Linked DNA regions of Mus musculus: all the other regions are linked to region 2. The links are chromatin contacts, called in public HiCAR-type, Micro-C and promoter capture Hi-C maps. All regions are on one chromosome and are shown on one strand. The core of a region is the stretch at or near the end of the contact, and the rest is flanking DNA. Distances in the headings are between cores, read along the strand shown. Region 1 holds the start of F930015N05Rik (RIKEN cDNA F930015N05 gene). Region 2 holds the start of Tvp23b (trans-golgi network vesicle protein 23B). Region 3 holds the start of Mapk7 (mitogen-activated protein kinase 7). Region 4 holds the start of 2810001G20Rik (RIKEN cDNA 2810001G20 gene).

Region 1 (2,942 bases), core at 413-2,912, 1.6 Mb after region 2:
CTGACAGCGCCCAGAGACCTAGGGGTGGAGGAGGAGGAAGGAGGAAAGGAGAGAGGGAGTGCGAGGAAGGGGCGTCTCCTCTGTCGTCCGCGCCCTCTCCAGTGTATTGGGCGGTGCCTCGTCACCTTTTTTTTTTTTTTTTGTCCCGGTCCCACCCCTTCTGCCTCTCTAGCCCGGCCCCTGCGCCTCTGCTCTGCACCCTAGAGCGGATCCCCGCGTTGGTCTGGCCTGGGCCGTTGACGTCACCACCAAGTTTGCTGTCCTTCGCGTCCCACGTGTGGCGGTAGCGGCTGAGGAGGCTGCGGGGAGAGCCCAAGAGCACAGTGGCAGCGGTGGCTGACAGGTCCCGCACAGCGGGGCCCCTCCAAGCTGTTCCCAGCTGGGGCCCCAGAGGAGTGGGTAGACTTCCGGAGCGCTCAAGAGGCCAGAAGGCTTGAGTCCCATTCGGATAGAGGGACTAGGGGGACTTTGCTTGCTCGGTTGCTGAGACGAGCTGAGCCAGGACTCAGGGCACGCTCCTGGGCGGGCCAGGAGAGCAGAAGCTGGAAAAAGGGTCACTCGTTCTAACCGGAGCGTACACAATTCTTCGGCCCGAGAGTCCTGCGCCCGCTCCACGGGGGACTGAGCCAAGGATGTGTTATCGCTGAGCCAAGTTCCGCACCGCTCAGGACCCTGCTGAGCCGAGCACCTTCGCCACTGCCGCCGCAGAGACTCCCTTGCCGGGCGACTCTCGGAGACCCAGGGCGCGGAGCTCTGCGCAGCTAGGCTCAGGACTCGGGCGCGTTTCAGACCCAAGACCATGGTTTCTTAAGCACGGCCCCGCACCCCTTTCCTCCTCGTCGCCCGAAGCCCAGGACCCCAAGAAGGGCTCGCAGTGCTTGGTCCCTAGTTCCAGCCCCTGCTGCCGCCCAGCGGGGCAGCTCTCAGGCACGCAGGGCGGCTCAGGCGATGCGGCCGCGGGGCAGCACGCTGGCTGGCAGCGGGGATGGCGGAGCTCCCAGCACAGTCGTGGCCTAGCATGGCCCGCTCGCCGTCCGAGGTCGCCTCTGGCTAGGATGGCCCCCTCGGGTCCCACCGGCGCCCAGCCCAGCCCGGCGGAGCCACTGTCGCGCAGCATCTTCAGGAAGTTCTTGCTGATGCTCTGCTCGCTACTCACTTCCCTCTACGTCTTCTACTGCCTGGCGGAGCGCTGCCCACCCGGCTCGGGCCCCGTCGCGGGGGTCCCGGGGCGCGGCGTCCCTGCAGGACCCAGGGAACTGGCGATGTGGCCCGCGGGAGCGCCAAGGAAGCGCCTCCTGCAGCTGAGGCAACGGAGGAGGCGCGGGCGGTCGGGGCCAGGAGACAGCAGCGACCAGGAGGAGCAGAGCCCTGGGCTGGCCGCCGCACCAGGAGGCTCCGGGGCGGGAAGCAGCGTGGCCGAGGCCCAGCCGGGGACCCTGGCCTTACTTCTGGACGAGGGCAGCAAGCAGCTGCCGCAGGCCATCATCATCGGCGTGAAGAAGGGCGGCACGCGGGCGCTGCTGGAGTTCCTGCGCGTGCACCCCGACGTGCGTGCCGTGGGTGCTGAGCCCCACTTTTTTGACCGCAGCTACCACAAGGGCCTCGCCTGGTACCGGTGAGCGCGGGGACCCCCATGGGTACTTCTGAGCGCTGGCTGTGCAGAGGGGGAGACTAGGAAGGGATGGCAAAGGGGGAGCAGTAGCTGTTCCCATCTTGGGCTCCCGTTCTTCTCCCTTGGGGAGGGGCAGATGGAGAGAGGAATGGAGATCTTGATTTTAATTGTCAGGGCTCCCCAGTTCCCCAAACATCTTATTCCTTGAAATCGCCCTAGTAATTAGATAAAGGAAAAGAAAAGGAAAGAGGAGAGTTTCCTTTTAAGTTAGAAAACTGTTCCTCATTACTGGGCTTACCAAGGGAAGCCTATGTCTATTCCTTTATCTTTGGGGTAATTCCCTGTGGTTAACATGGGTCTTTGCTCCGGTATTTATTTGCCTTGACCCTTTGCCAGATAGTTGTCCAAGGTGGTAAGTCATATAGAAACTTAGTAAAAGTGTCAAGAGTCCCTGTAGTTTGGATAATCTATGCCTCATCACGTGCCAGCAACGACTAACTGGGTTTTAAAGAACACTTTGTTGGTAATACTATCAGCCTGACAGAAATTTTTCTAAAGATCTCCTAACTATTATCTTTACAAATAAGATAGTTAATTTTAAAGGGGGGGGGGAAATCATGGGAAAATGCGCTGGATACAATTTAGGAAGTAAATGTTATTTACAGGATAAGCTGATTTGCCAGTGTCAAATTCAGATCACCTATAATATCAGAGTTAGCCAAACTCTAATAAATTCTAGCGTGGCCTGGATTTGGTTTGTGGTAAAAAATACTGATTTATTTTCCCCTCTCCTCCAAGTTCAAGGACAAAATTCATATGGTTAGAATTTTCTCATTTTTATAAAGTTCAGCCTGTTCATAAAATATTCATTCTCATTATAACTGAAACAATATTAGAAAAGTTATGACACAGTTGAGGTACACGTGGAAGGAACCATTCATAAAATACAGACAGACATGATGTGACGAGTTTATTCACTTGTAGAGTCAAGAACATGTTCAGATTGATTTCGGGAGCTGAATTTATAGTTTAGTCCTAAAAAAATAATAATCAAATTCAAACATTAAACACTTCTAAAAACAGTAACTTCCCAGTCATTGGAAAGAAAAACAATCAGCTTTCCCCTGATATAGCATATATATCATTTAAAATCATCAGCCACTTAAATATACTCCCTCCCCCATGCTTCTGTCATTTATGCCCTATCCTCTGGGAAGTTCTTATGCAGTGACCTGTTGAGTCTGGACAACAGGTCCTTCTTCTGGACACAAAGGCTGTTCTGTGCTATTCCCCAAGGACACAAGAATGAAGTGATTAAAGACCCCTAAAA
Region 2 (2,900 bases), core at 118-2,617:
TTCTTGAGGGTGAGGGGAGATAGGGGCAAGGCAGGAGGACAGAGCATCTAGTCAGTTGGTACTAGGAGGCAACACCCTGTTTCAAAAGCAAGCAAAGAACCCCCCCCCCAACACACACACACCAGTCCTCCAAAAAGGAAGACAAAAATCCTAACAAGTGGGAAATTCACTTTCTTGTCAAATGCTCTATATCTTAAAATATGGTAGTGAATTCAAATTGCATTCATATAAAAAGTGAGAACCAAAAAAATTTTTTTTCCACACAACCTCACAACACAGGGTGGGCCACCAAAATCTTTGTCCAAGCAGGTTAGGACATAGGTCATTTGTCCAGCTTCACACGAAGATGCGCAATTACCTTGCCTGCTTTCTCTTTTTTGGGAACTAGGTCCATGTTTCTTCATTATTGTAACACTGGGTTTGACATAGTCCTGGCAAAGAACCAGATAAAACCCCGGGTTCTGTGAAGAGTCCCTTCAGTTAAGAAAAGGTGAGAGGGACATTGCATGAGCCTCCAACAGTCTGACATAGTTGAGCAAACAGAATATCTCTATCATTACAGTTGCAAAGATGGCTTTAAACTCTCTGAATTTGTCTCGAAAAACCAAAAAAAAAAAAAAAAAAAATCTCTGAATTTTAGGTCTAGGCATGATCATGCCATCAGCAGGTGACTTAAAACAGTAATAAAAGCAAATTTGTGCCACTTTACTAAATGCTCTGTAAAGCCATCACCGTCCTTCCCACTTTACAGCCGAGGAAGGATGTACATAGAGATTGGTTATATAATTGGTACATGGAGGGCAGAGGCGCGATACTGGCCTCTCTTCTTGTTCTGAGGTTATGCCCCTTACAGCAGTACCCTCACTGCTTACGCTAGTCTTCTTGTCTCTTTCTTACTCGGTTTTTTTTTTTTTAATTTCTTTCCAAGGACACATTTATTTCTCAATTTTCTTTAACATTTAAATCGCTTAAGAAAGACTATACTAAAATACAATACATTTACAAGGTTAAATTATAAAGCTCCGCCTCTCTCAGGGCGTCCCTGCTGGTGGTAATGACTCACAGTTTGTACTTCTTTGGTAGCAAAAAACATTTTCCATTCATAACCCAAGAAACTTCGCTTTAGAACCCATTAAGTTAGCCAGTTTATTCCCAAGCGTTTTGCTTTTCCTTAGAAGTGCAGCCCTTGCCCCTGCTCACGCTTGCCCCGCCCACCTCCACCTCAGCCCCTACAGAGTCTCTGCGTCAAGGCCCCGCCCACACACCCCGCCTCCTACCGCCCGCGTCCGTCGCGTGGACCAGCTCTTTCCGCCCCGCCCACTATGGAGCCCCGCCCCAAGGTATGGACCCGCCTATCGCCTTCCGGTCTCTGGAGTTGCGCCCTCCCACCAAGTGGCTTCCTGGTGCGCTTGTGACGTCGGCTGTAGAGCTGGATCGCGTGGCAGCTTTGCTGTCGTGGCTCTCGGAAGTGGGGGGCGGGTTGGCGCAGGGTCGTCATGTTGTCGCAGGTGAGGGATGGCGGCCGAGCGCCGGTAGCCGGTGCTTGAGTTGGGGCTGGGGGTCTTGCCCAGTCGCCCGAGGCTGTTGGGTCCGTGTGCCCGCCCACTGCCTGAGCTGTAGGAACTGCAGGTGGGTGGGTAGGAGGGCCAGCCCCGGGCAAATTGTCGCTAGAGGGTTTGTGGACTGTGAGGGATAGGGTGCACCGGCGACCCCGGAGGCACAGAGGCCTCCTGTCAGCGGGTGTGGAGCACACTCGCTGCAGGATCTCTGGGTGTGAGGTCGGGGGTAACCCGTCTTCCCATAGCCTGCCCGGATGAGGGGAATGGCCTGTAGGGCCCTGATACACAAGTTCAGGGCGATCCTGTAGGGAGAGATTGCCAGAGCCTTGGGTTCCAGTGTTACTACGCTGTACACAGATAATCACGATGGTTATCGCCTTTGTACCCGTAGAGGTCGATGTAGCCAATTGTCCTTCGGCCAGAGATTAGTACATGTAATATATTTTCTTCCTTTAAAATTTTACTGTGAAGCTGGGCGTGGTGGCGCACGCCTTTAATCCCAGCACTCGGGAGGCAGAGGCAGGTGGATTTCTGAGTTCGAGACCAGCCTGATCTACAGAGTGAGTTCCAGGACAGCCAGGGCTATACAGAGATATACAGGCTATACAGAGAACCCTGTCTCGAAAAACCAAAAAAACAAAACAAAAAAACAAAAAAAATTTTTTTTTTACTGTGAACTCCCATGTAGATTGTGTCACACGGGTTTCATTGTCAGGTTGGGATGTTCAAGGAGATGGGATCTGCAAAGGGCAGGATGGCTGGGGGTGGGGGTTGGGATGGGGAGAGGTTAGGTTGGGGAACAACATATTTTCAGATCATAATAATAAAGACATAGTGACATACCAAGTGTCTCAGGATGGGCCAACTAGAATCTGTGATAAGAAAAGTCTACTTTGTGGAAATGTGGAGTAGAAAAAATTCATTGATGGTTTCAGCTCAGCTCTGAAGGTGCATTTAGATCCGCTTCTTCCTACTCCTAGGTCTGTGACCATAAGTCCTTCCACCTGTTGGGCATTTGACATTTTTTATAGTCATTACCTTCCTTCCCCCAGGCAACCTGTGCATTAAAATTTCTCTGCAGACTTAAACATCTGTTCCCTTGTGGTTTTTGTGTTTTTTGGTTGTTTTTTTTTTTTGTTGTTGTTGTTTTTTGTCTGATAATTTTCTTTCTTATTACCTAGAAGCAGCCCCTCCCCCTGGTATTTTCATACCAACCCCCTCCCTGCATCTTTGCTAATCACCCACAGGTTCTTCTGTGGATCCTGTGTACTCCACTGTTGGGTTACAGCTGGTTTACCTTTGTTCACTGGGAAGCATTCATGAGTTGCACTGTTGGTAGCC
Region 3 (2,971 bases), core at 23-2,522, 1.4 Mb before region 2:
AGCTCCCTGAGGGTCCGTTTGGCATTGGTCACCACATCAAAAGCATTAGGTATCTTCTTGATGGCCACCTGCTGGCCTGGGGAGCAGGAAAAGGGCATATACCAGAGAGTACCTTCAAGTTAGCTGCAGGTCCCTTCCAGCACTGCTCTTCTGGAGCCCAGATAGCAGTAAGTACCTACTGTGTGCAGGGCCCTGTGTGTAACATATATCAAATTTTAATTTCGCAACTGCCTCGTGAAACGGCTGCTAATAGCTCACATAGAGAGGAGGCGCGGCTAGTTAGCAGTGGTTGTGACTGTACTAACTGATCCTCCCTCCCTCCCTCCTCACATAGTCAGTCCATCCCAGATCCTCCCCATTCTTCCACCACTCCATCGTGCCAATCTCTGGCTCTAGAACATATCTCTTTTGGACACCAAAGAGCATCTCTCTATTCTGGCTTACAGGGAATATCCTTTTCCTAAGGAGAAAGTAGGCTGACTGGGAGAAGCAGGGGTTCCTGAGAAGGGTACCTAACGGGGAGCTGGCACCTAGTCCGTAAGCGTGAGTGGAACCAGAATCCCCGGCGCAGCTGATCCTCCTGGGACCGTGCGGGTTCCTCACCGCCTCTGGAAAGCAGTCCACACATGCTGAGCCTCAGGAAGCCAGCTCACCCGTGAGGCGGCGGCGCGCCGAAGACACCACCCCGTAGGCCCCATTGCCTATGGTCTCGATGATCTCGTACTCGTCCCCCACGTCAAAGGTCACGTCGAAGGAGCGGGCTTTGAGCAGGGCCAGGTTCTTGGCCACCACAGAGGCAGCGGTGTGAACGGGTTCTGCCTTCACCCTCCCAGGGGGCTCCCCAGAGCCATCTTCGCCGTCCTCCTCCTTCAGCGGTTCGGCCATGGTCTGTACGAAGCGCTGATGAGAAGATCGTCCTGAGGGCCTCTCAGTTCCGCCTCTGTGGGTTTGGAGGCAGGACCTGTGCAGCAGGCGAGAGGGGACCGCTGGCACAGAGAACCCCACGGCCCAGGATCCAGGGGGGCGCGGCGCGGCCCCGGAAGAAAGGGAGGGGCGGGGCGCTGGGACTCCCGGGATCGCACTCACCGACCGGCCGGCACCCCGCCGCCACGCCTCCTCGGGAATTTGGGATTCCTGAGTCTTGCCAACCCAGTGATGAGTGTTCCCCCGGGCTCGCTCACTTAACAAGAACCGCGGCCACCACCAAAGCCTCGCGTGCGCCGAAGCAGACCACCCCACCGGCCGCCCCGGGACCACGCTCCTCCAGCTCCCAGCCAATCGTTGAGCGGCCTCCGTGGAGGTTCCCACCCCTTTATTTTACTCTGTCCAATCAAAACTTACCGGACGGGAAAACCGCGCCCTTGTCAATCACGCGCGCGCGCGCGCGCGCCCAGCTGTCCCACTCCGGGCGGGAGCCGCCCAAGGGGTGATGCGTGCTCCTCAGGGGTGCGCGCGCAGCCCCGCACCATGCTCTCACGCATGCGTACTAGCAGCCTCCGGAGCTTGGGTGGTGGGGGGGAAGCGAGCAAGGCCCCACCAAGTTCTCTTGTACTTCTGAGCCTACTCGCTCCACAGGCCCGAAGGGCGGAGATAAGGGAGGGAGGAGGGGTGTTACCTAGGCAACAAGCTCCGCACCCCCCCACCCCCACCCCGTCCTTTTGGCTCCTCTTCCTTCCTTGTTAGCTTTATTTCCTAGGGAATTTGCTGCGCACTCTTTCGGCGCCGGAAGTTCTGGACGCCTTACCCCGGAGTAGTGACCAGAGACCCCAGTCTTTAGAGCGTCGCTGACTTGTTTTCCCCCACCCCCCCAACCACTCCAACACCCCCACCCCCACCCCCAGCCAGTGAGGACCTGGCGGGGATGCGCATGCGCTCTGAACCGGGCCAGACCCAACAACTTTTTCCCTTTCCTCTTCCATTTTTCCTCCATCCGGCTGGGACGTCCGGTTGAGGCAAAAGTGAGCATTGTTAACTCGAGAGCTAGAAAAGTTCTCGGTAGGCAGCTTAAGTCTCCAATCTCCAAAGAGATTCGGGATTCCCAGTGAGACAAGAAAAGTGTGGAGAGGGAAACTGGGATGAAATCCAGTAAAGTCTGAGTGTCCCCTTGACATTTATTACTGAGTTCTCAATCAAAAGCCAAAGGTTGAGTCTAAAGCAGAAATGGATCTTAGATATCATACACGGTTGTTTGTGTTGCCCAGCATTTGGTACTACATGCAGAAAGTTTCACACATCAATTCATTTTCACAAACTTAATACCTGCGCCTTTGATTTAGATTAAAATTTCTAAAAAAACTGGATGTACCGGCTCATGCTTTTAGTCCCAGCACTGAACAGGCAGAGGCTGGCCTCAAATTGACAGAGAGCTGCCTGCCTCTGCCTCCTGAGCGCTAAGATTAAAGGTGTTCACTGCCTGGCTAAATGACTATTTTGACAGAATGTTCAGAGAGTCTCAATTCAGTGTTACCGGGGCATGGGAAAGAAGGTGGAAAGTATTTAAATGGATGTCTTTAGAGGTTAGTGAAGATTTTATCTTAAATTCAGCGTGTTCAGCTAAGACCCCTCAGGTAGACTTTGGCTGAAATGTTCCTCTGTTCCCAGCAGTCTTGGGTATTTTTTGCTGAGCAGATAGTTCCTGTGCATGGCACAGGGATCTGCAGAAAAAAAATGCCTGCAAGGGGGAAGAGTTGAAAGAGGACGGAATCTGGTATTTTACTAGATAATGCAAGATTCTTATTCTTTGGAGCTGTTCCAGGGTAGACACAGCTCAGTTGAAGATTATTTGCCTGTGCTTCAGATAGGAAGTTACCCCTCATGGAATCAGATTTGTCACCATCAGGCCAGCATTTGCACACAGCAGAAACAGGCTGGAACCCCACCACTGAAGGATATAGCTTCTTCAGTCCACCACTACCCTCCACCACTCTGCCATACCTCTCAGCCCTGGCTCAGTAAATGACGTCACTTTAGT
Region 4 (2,741 bases), core at 62-2,561, 1.2 Mb after region 2:
TTTGTCTCTTCTACCCACCCTTCCACTTCCTGCCCTGGTTTATGAGCCAGAAGGTACCTTTGAGATCACCTAGCTCAGTTACCTTATTATAGACGCGTAAATGTTTCATTAAAGAAAGTCAAATGATCTGCACTGGGATCATACAAACGCACGGGAGAAAAGAGCTCTACAGAAGCACAGTGATCACCACAGTCAGCCAGACACAGTGGGCAGTGTGTAAGTGACAGGGAGGCCTACAGGATGGTTCTGGGCTGTGAGAAGGTACACAATGGCTTCCACTATCTTGTCTGTACTATAGATCACTTTGCCACCATCCATGGATACTAGTCACAAAACCAACCTCCTCTTTAAAATTTCTACCAGCACAATCTCATTCATTCACAAATGACTGAGCATCACCAATGCACATAGGCATTGCTCTGGGCATGAGGGATACAGTGGTGAACCAGGGAGACAGACTATCTTTACTTTCACAAAGTGTTTCTCTTACTGGGAGGAACACACTAAATTGTTGCACATCTGTACTGCAGGTGTGAACAATTACACCGTGTGTTATTCATGATAAATTAATATGATATAAGAAAAGAAGGATAAAGACTCCTATTTTAGTTAGAGTGCTAAGGTTGGCCTCCCTGAAAAGGTAAAATATAGGAGCTTTTCAAGAGTTTGTGATAAACACACATCTGTCAAAAGTCCTTCTGATGGAAGGAGCCATACTGATGGTACAGCGCTGGCTCAATGGGATTCAGTTGGCAGTTATCATTATCATGGTGATTAAGGTAACACTTTAAGCTGGAAGACAGCTCCTTAACGGGGGGGGGGGGGGGGGGGAGGTGCGCTTCTTGTCATTAAAAGGCGGTGGCCAGGAACCGCGGCTCTCATGTGCCAGGCTTGTGGAGCCCCATGGTTTATCCTGTCCCTCCATCTTGCACTGTCTGAAACTCCAAAGAGCACGGGATATCAAGCCTTAGGGACCACCTGGCCTACGGTGCAAAGCTGGTCCACAATACTTGGCCTCGTCCCTTCAGGTGACCCTAAAGGTCACCTCCCTGCCAAGTGACAAGCCAAGGGCTTCCAAGGTTGCAGGCGGCCGGCAACACGGTACCGCACATGGCAAAAAAGAAAACAATTCGTCCACGATCATTCCCAACCGGGTACAATACCTGTGAGGAGGCGCGAGGAAATGGTGTGCGGGGACGCGGCCATAACGTACTGGTGCAGCAGTCCCCAGGACCCCAGGACGCCTCTCACCTCACCGGCTCCTGGGCGCCGCCATCTTGCTAGCCCGCCCTCTGAGTGAGGCGGGACTTCCTCTTGTCACTTCCGGCTCCCAGCGCTCTCTGAAAGCTAGGCTAGCGGAGCTTATAAAGATCGGATGGTAGAGCTTTCGCTTTCCCCTCAGACGCTCCAGATGTAGACTAGGTGAGCTCTCTGCCCGGGAGGGACAGATCGTCGGAGCCCGCGGGCGGAAGGCGAGTCGTGGCGGGGTTAGGGCTCTGGAGTCCGGCCCGGCCCGGCAGTCCCCTGAGCTTGAAAGAATTGAATGCCTCCTCAGTTGTCACCCAGGCTGATCTTGCGCAGGCTGTTGGCTTCTCGTGGAGTTTGGTAAGTAAAAAAACGAGGAAGAAAGAAACTCATTAAAAGAGCAAAACATGACTTACAAGGGCAGTTTGTGTTTGCTTTCAGCGATGAGGTGAGATCTCTGTGGTTCACCTCAGGTGCTGATCAGGGGCCACTGAGACAGGAGTTTGTGTAAGAGCACGCACTGTGTCTCTGCAGCAAGAACTGGTCATGGTGAGCGTCATCCCGATAGGGATAAGGTAGAAAGCGCTATGGAATGAGGTTAGCATTTCTGTGAAGTAGGCTAAAGAAAGGCTTTGAAGAGCCAACTTGCTGCTCAGTAGAAGGAACTGTGAGAGTTTTCCAGTTTACCAGGAAGACAGAGCAGAGAATGGGATTTTCTGAGGCCCATCACAGTTCATCACTGTGGACCTAGGATAATGGTTGTCCCCATCAAATTAATCTTAGACTAAGGAAGAAGAGGATGGATTTCTGGTGAATAACTGAAAAGTTAACAACTGTTCAATCCACTGTTTTTCGAGCACTTTGAAATGCTGTGTTAAGTGAAATATTACAAAGTACAAACCTTAAATCAACAAATGAAAAGCACAATTTGGGATCTAATCACACCAACAGTGAGTGCTGCTTAGGGGAGGCCTTCTGCTTTACAGCTATCTTGGTTAATTAGACCCACTGTTCCTGGAACTCTGATCATCATAAATAAGTTAGCCCTTTACAAACTAGATCTCAGATACCTAACTCAATGGTTACATGGTATGGAACCTGAGGGCTAGAGAGATTGCGTGATTCAAACTGTAGATTGTATAGCAGTCTACTGTACTTCCTATCTCTTTATAGTTGTCTCTTAAAATTTGTGTTATAAAACCAAAAAGTGATAGGACTGTACACCTATAAGATGGCTATAAACAAAATTAATCAATAGCAGGAGTTAACAAGTTAGTGAAGAAGTAGGAATCCTGATACATTGTTTATAGGAATATAAAATATTGTAGCCACTTTGGAAAAGCAGTTTAGGTGTTCCTCAATAAGTTAAACACAGCGCTACCTCCTGACCCAGCTGTGCCTTTCCCAGGTATATTCCCAAGACAAATGACAGCATTCATTCACTCATAATATCCCAAAGTGGATATAACTCAAGTTATACATCAACTGATATTCTG

Evidence for each region. Promoter capture Hi-C pulls out the DNA fragments that hold promoters and counts their contacts. Hi-C and Micro-C count contacts between places; a contact is called where the count stands out from the background. HiCAR-type assays count read pairs that join an accessible place to other places.
Region 1: a contact with region 2 is called in a HiCAR-type map of astrocytes, with 4 times the contacts expected there. The contact joins the promoter of F930015N05Rik here to the promoter of Tvp23b in region 2. A contact is called at or near these places in 1 of 39 promoter capture datasets (hippocampal neurons) and 2 of 115 datasets of contacts at active chromatin or transcription factors (astrocytes and embryonic forebrain).
Region 3: a contact with region 2 is called in a promoter capture Hi-C map of pre-B cells, with 3 times the contacts expected there. The contact joins the promoter of Mapk7 here to the promoter of Tvp23b in region 2. A contact is called at or near these places in 1 of 39 promoter capture datasets (pre-B cells) and 1 of 484 Hi-C or Micro-C datasets (regulatory T cells).
Region 4: a contact with region 2 is called in a Micro-C map of embryonic stem cells, with 10 times the contacts expected there. The contact joins the promoter of 2810001G20Rik here to the promoter of Tvp23b in region 2. A contact is called at or near these places in 3 of 39 promoter capture datasets (hippocampal neurons, liver and pre-B cells), 3 of 484 Hi-C or Micro-C datasets (B cells, embryonic stem cells and uterus) and 2 of 115 datasets of contacts at active chromatin or transcription factors (large pre-B cells and pro-B cells).

The regions. Positions count from the first base shown.
Region 1 is chr11:64,435,012-64,437,953 of GRCm38.p6, forward strand. F930015N05Rik (RIKEN cDNA F930015N05 gene) reads right to left here and starts at 1,663. Exons shown (of 1, transcript NR_028445.1): 1 at 1-1,663. Hs3st3a1 (heparan sulfate (glucosamine) 3-O-sulfotransferase 3A1) reads left to right here and starts at 321. Exons shown (of 2, transcript NM_178870.5): 1 at 321-1,615. The coding sequence starts at 1,056.
Region 2 is chr11:62,878,088-62,880,987 of GRCm38.p6, forward strand. It overlaps Tvp23b (trans-golgi network vesicle protein 23B), which reads left to right and starts at 1,368. Exons shown (of 7, transcript NM_026210.5): 1 at 1,368-1,508. The coding sequence starts at 1,497.
Region 3 is chr11:61,492,994-61,495,964 of GRCm38.p6, forward strand. It overlaps Mapk7 (mitogen-activated protein kinase 7), which reads right to left and starts at 1,273. Exons shown (of 7, transcript NM_011841.2): 1 at 1,087-1,273; 2 at 654-961; 3 at 1-76. The coding sequence starts at 885.
Region 4 is chr11:64,078,173-64,080,913 of GRCm38.p6, forward strand. 2810001G20Rik (RIKEN cDNA 2810001G20 gene) reads left to right here and starts at 1,312. Exons shown (of 2, transcript NR_033780.1): 1 at 1,312-1,605. Cox10 (heme A:farnesyltransferase cytochrome c oxidase assembly factor 10) reads right to left here and starts at 1,300. Exons shown (of 7, transcript NM_178379.3): 1 at 1,164-1,300. The coding sequence starts at 1,206.